Linked DNA regions of Mustela erminea: region 1 is linked to region 2. Evidence: chromatin contacts called from public Hi-C data. All regions are on one chromosome and are shown on one strand. Each heading gives the region's core, a stretch centred on a gene start, on an enhancer-like site or on the middle of the called end of the contact. The rest is flanking DNA. Distances are from core to core; before and after follow the strand shown.

The links. A called contact is a pair of places that touch in the nucleus more often than the background predicts.
Region 1: a contact with region 2 is called in a Hi-C map of spleen, with 7 times the contacts expected there. The contact joins the enhancer-like site here to the promoter of PCBP1 in region 2. A contact is called at or near these places in 3 of 3 Hi-C or Micro-C datasets (fibroblasts, skeletal muscle and spleen).

Annotation. Positions count from the first base shown.
Region 1 is chr7:88,563,159-88,565,858 of mMusErm1.Pri, reverse strand. No RefSeq gene overlaps it. Among named protein-coding and RNA genes, the nearest start is that of C7H2orf42, 37 kb to the left of the region's middle. Within about 2 kb of position 1,413, the one cell type or tissue checked has open chromatin away from gene starts, as enhancers often do. A contact at or near this core is called in fibroblasts, where this site is marked.
Region 2 is chr7:88,510,997-88,513,696 of mMusErm1.Pri, reverse strand. PCBP1 (poly(rC)-binding protein 1) reads right to left here and starts at 1,432. Exons shown (of 1, transcript XM_032352356.1): 1 at 1-1,432. The coding sequence starts at 1,251. The coding sequence ends at 181. It overlaps LOC116595711 (a long non-coding RNA gene), which reads left to right and starts at 2,131. Exons shown (of 11, transcript XR_004287831.1): 1 at 2,131-2,344.

The DNA.
Region 1 (2,700 bases), core at 164-2,663, 52 kb before region 2:
CGGAGATGCGGCTGGACTCCAGACTGCACTTTGAGAACAAGACCCAATACCTGACTTGGTACTGTGACTCCCACCGCTCACTTCCACCAGTCGGAGAGGGCCTTGCCGGAAGTCGATGACACCTAGCAGTCAGTGGTGGCTGCTAGAGCACTAGCGAACATTGCACCTAAGTACTTCAAGGCGGCGTGTTACTGTGCGCTGCTTCATGGCACGCTCCCACGAAGTTGCTCCAACGCCTGGAGCCACTAGCCAGCCTCCTCTGAACTGGTTCCAACTAGCGTCAGAGAAGTATAAAGTCTGTCCGTAACCACACACATTCCCCGCGCGGGTTTTTCCTTCCTTCTCTCCAGCACCACTTTTTCATTGCTCCTAAGCCCTGGGCTCAAACCCCGACTCTACCACTCGCTATTAACTGTGTGACCTTGGGCAAGTTATTCAGCCCTATAGTCCGGTGTCCTCATCTGCATAGTAGTTATTACCCTTTCACCTATTGTTTGCACTTCTCTCTTCTTCTACCGTCCCCCCTCCAACAGCCTCGAGGCTCCAATGGTGCTTGTTTAATGTAACAGAAAGGCTGCAAGTAAATATGAAGGGGTGTGTGTGATGCTGGTATTCATTTTGTTCATATCCTTTCCCTTTTTCTTCCCCAAATTTTGTATGACGAACACTATTACTTTGATAAGTTCGGAAAAGATAAGGTTATACCCTTAAAAGAATGGGCATAAAAATGACTCCGCACTCCACAGAAAGGTGGAAGAGAAAAAGAAAGACGCCCCGTAGCGGCGGGCGGGGGCTTGTCACGCGGCGGCCACCCGTTGCCCCCTCCCCCGCGAGATGACGTCAGTCACGTTCTTCTCCCGCCCGCGCCGCCGCTTCCGGCCGGTTTGGCCGCTCTTTCTTCCACCAGGCGGCGCCGCAGCACGTTCTGTTGACGACGCCTTCTGCGCAGCCTCGCTGGCGGCCGGGACACGTCACCACCTTCGCGTCCTTTCTGGAGAGCGCGGGAAGGCGAGTGTGCTGGAGGGTGGTGACGACACTGGGGTTCCCCGCCTGGCTCTCGGAGGCGGGGCCGGGGACGTGGCGGGCGGGGGAGGGAGAGGGGAAGGAGGTGGCGCCGCGCGCCGGCTGACTGCGCCCCGCCCGCCTCGTGACCCACTGTGAGGCCGGGCGGCTGAAAAAGGTGCTGACGAGGCGGTCTGGACCGGGGAAGCGGCCCCGGGCCCAGCGCGGGGCCCTTAGGAGGTCGTTCTTGGGCACGGGTCGCTCTCAGACGTGCTGCGGGAGTCCCGGGCGCCTCTAGGCCCGCCTTTGGGCCGGGCACCAACTTTCTGGCACCCACGTAGGGGCGGGTCCGAGCCCGCGCTGCGACCGGTGCGTTCTCCCGGCAGCGGCGTGGACTCGGGCACGTGGGGCCGGGCCGCACCCCGGCTGCAGACCGCGCGGCTCTTTGGGGAAGGCGTAACCGCTCCCTCCCAGCCCGTCCTCCTCCCCCGCCTCCGAGTGTTGGCCGGCCCTCCCCCTTGCTGGTCCTCCCTTCGGGGGAGAGAGGAAGAACGTGCGTCCTGCGCGGAGGCGTGGGTTTGAATCCCGACCCCCCGCTTATTGTTTTCCCTGAGCCCCTGAGCAAGTCATTCAGTTATCTTCGAATGTCGGTTTTGTCCTTCGTAAGATACAGATCGCACCATCCACTTAACAGATCTACTCAACAAGGGAAGATCAATCAAAATATAAAAATTAATTTCCACTTTTTTGCCACGGGTCTGGCATTAGTCGCTGGGTGCCCTTAAGGGACGGTGTAGTTCCGTGTACCGGTTTTTAAGAGACAGGGCTTCCGTTTTCTATGCGCTCCACAACCTGCGCAGTGGCTTTGGAAGGAAAGAGGGCAAAGGGCTCATCCATGACCTAATGAGTTGAACCTGGGGTCTAATCAGAATTTGGGGAGGAGTGGTTTCTAGAATTTTCCCTGGGTGCCAGCCCCCTGTGAAACTACTTAATGAGGAACCACAGGATTTCCTGCTGGGAGCCCCTGTCTACAGGGTGCACACTGTCTTGGGGCACCCTTCAGTTGTCTTCCTCTTGTTGCTGTGCCTTCTCAGGATCCTTCATCTCATATTACATTGCTGTGGCCAAGTCATTTTTCTTGGAATGGCCTGATCCCTGAGGACATGCGAGCCTCCCATAGCTTATAGGAGGCTGGTTTAACTGAGTAAACAGAATGCAACACTATCTCCTGGAAGGAGGAAAACTGATGTGTCCCAAAATGCTTATTTAGCATGTGTCACAGACCCTGCTAGGTTTTTCACACAAGTTTCCATCTCATTTGATTTCTACACCCTGTCCTGTGAGCCAGGTGGAATTATCATCCCTTTGCATAGAAGAGGAAACTGTGGTTCAGCAGGTTAAATAACATGCCTCACAGCAAGGATGTGGTAGAGCCAGTGTGCTTGGAGACCATACTAAGGTTTGGTTGCATGGTTCTAGCAAGAAAGAGGCAGTGCCTAGTCAGCCTTTCTCTAGGGTATGTTATGCTCAGGACCATTCTATAGGGTATGTGTGAAGGCATATTACACTGAGGGCTTCACCTCCATATCCCCACTCTGGCCATGCTTGCCATTTGTATCAAAGCAAAACCAGACTAAGTGACAGATAAAGGGCAGCATTTGTGGCTCCAAAAGACAGAAAAGGGGTAGCTTCCCCCAA
Region 2 (2,700 bases), core at 183-2,682:
ATGGATCCCAGCATTAACAGCTGAACAGAGAATGTGATTTTTAAATTCTTAGCGGATGATAAAGTTGTGTAGAAACTGAACACTTACAAATTATTTAAAACCTGGAATCACTGACCAGAAATTACACAGTTGGATCATGGGAAAACAGCAGAAAGGGGTTTTAAGTGAACCTACACTGTTCTAGCTGCACCCCATGCCCTTCTCGGAGGAAAGCCTGGCATTGATTAGATACTGGGCCAGACTAATACTGGCAGCAGAACCAGTGATAGTAACCTGCCTACCAGAGGAGCCTTCCACGGGATTGGCAATTTTGATCTGGGCCCCGGACATCTGGCGGATCTCATTAATGTTGGCGCCTTGGCGCCCGATTATGCAGCCAATTAAGTTATTTGGAATGGTGAGTTCATGGGTGGTTTGAGTAGATGCATCCAAACTTGCCCAATAGCCTTTCACCTCTGGAGAGCTGGAGTCAATTCCGGCGAATCCGGTCCCGCCGTGCATCATGGCAAAGTGAGACTGTTGTCTTGCCACCTGGTTCAGCTTGGCCAGATCGAGCGGAGAAATGGTGTGTTGTCCTTGAATCGAGTAGGCATCTAGAGGTGGTCCCTCCAGGTCATGGGTGGCATGGGGGTAGCCCGCAGCGTCGCTGCACCGATCTTGGCCGCCCGCGCAGATGACTGGAGAGCTGGCCGGCATGGGCTGGTACGGAATGGTCATGACTCTCCCTTGCGGAGACTGGGAGAGCGTCTCCAGCATGACCAGGCAGATCTGCTTGACACACTCGGTGACAGACTGCGGCACGCCAGCAATGGTGATGGCCCGCTCAGTGGAGTTGGGCAGCATATCCCCCGCCACCTGGACCTGGGCCCCCGTACTCTCGCGGATCTCTTTGATCTTACACCCGCCTTTCCCAATCAGGGAGCCGCACTGGGTGGCCGGCACCACCAGCCTCAGGGTGACCGGGGGCCTGCTGGCCGCCGTGCTGTTGGTCATGGAGCTGTTGATATCTTCTTCCAGCTTATCGATGATCATAGCGAAGGCCTTAAAGATGGCATTGGTAGGGCCGGTCAGAGTGATGATTCTCTCCGGACAATTCCCCTCCGAGATGTTGATCCGCGCGCCACTCTCCTCGCGGATCCTCTTAACCGACTCCCCTTTCTTCCCAATGATGCTTCCTACTTCCTTTCCGTGCATAAGCAGCCGAATGGTGAGAGTCACATTTAGTCCACTTTCAGTCACACCGGCATCCATGGCGAGCGGCGGGCGGCGTTCGGGGGAGTTGGGCTCGTTACGTGGTCAAGTCTTTGGTGGCTGGCGGGGGGAGGGGAGGTGTAGGCCCAAAACTGCCGGCGCGAGGCGAGCGAGGGCCGCGGGAGCGAGCGGGCGCGGGCGGGAGGCCGCGGCGTCGTCGCAGGGGCAGGCGGCGGCGGCGGAGGGGGCGAGCGGGGCCGGGAGCGGCGGGCGGGCGGGTGGGCGAGGGCGCGGCGGTGGCGACTCCGGCGGCAGCCTCGGCGGTCTGGGCGGGGCGGGAAGCCCGCTTTCAACCCCGCGTACCCTCTGACCCCGGAAGTGCTTGCCGCGCAGGACCCCTTGAAAAAAAATGAGGACCCGTCTTTTTTAGGTCACAAGATTGCGCCAACCTCCACATGGTAGTTTTTAAAAACTCTTTTTAACAGCCTAGCGTTGAACATAAAGCCCCGATGGGCAGATGCTGTGAGCCCGGCAAGGTTTTAAAACAACGTGCATTTTATTAACTCAAGCGGCACTGGCAAATGTTTTGAAATGTTAGTGTTGTGAATGGGGCTGAAACGTTATTTTCCCGCCTTGCAAAAGGGGTTTGGAAGCGGAGCGACACGGGCAGCCCCGGCAGTAACTGCAGGCGGCAGCTGGGACGCCGCGGGTTTAAAACGTGCGCGTGAGGAGGCTAGAGCGCGTGCGCGAGGGTGTGGGGAGACGGGAGGGGCAGCGGCGGTCTTCCGGGGGGGAGGGGCGGCGAGGCGAGGCTTGTGGGGCGGGTGCGCGCGCGCGAGCGCGCGCGAGCAGGCACGTGGGGCCCCTTCGTCCCCGGTGCCCGGGCGCCCCGCGCCAGCCCCCACCCTTGCCCCGGTCCCCCAGCGGCGACCGGTGAGGAAAAAGACCGAAATCCCCCCTACCGCCGCCCAAGTTGCGGCTCTGCACTTGATTTCTGGGGAGTGTTGGAAAACATGGCCATAAAAAAAGAATGGCGTCCATTTACATAATGCTTTGTTTGCATTTTGCAAGTTTCTTTCGGTTGAATCTAGAGAAACCCCACCTCCTAGCGTCTTTTTAGTTGTGGCAGTCTTGTCAGACATTTAAGACAATGGTGTGCCTCTTGGGAACCGCATTTTTTTAGGGGTCCCGAGTAGTGCGGGGGGGTGGTTCTTGCGATTTTCCCCGTTCCGTTTAAGCTCCCGCTCTGCCTTTCTACTCTTGGTGCAGACGCCGCGCCCCGCTTTCTTCGGGGGCGGCCCCTGTCGGGCCCCGCCATCTTGGAAGGCCTTTCTTGCAGTTCGCCATCGCACGTTCTTCTCGCTAAAGAAAAGTCGTTTGGGTGGCTCGTGTACGTTTATTTGTCCGTTTCTCTTTACTTCGGCTAAGCCAGACACAGAAGGCACCCAGACAGACGTGTGCGCAGCGTGCTTTAGGATCCCGCAGGGAAAGAGGCTAACGTGGCTGTCC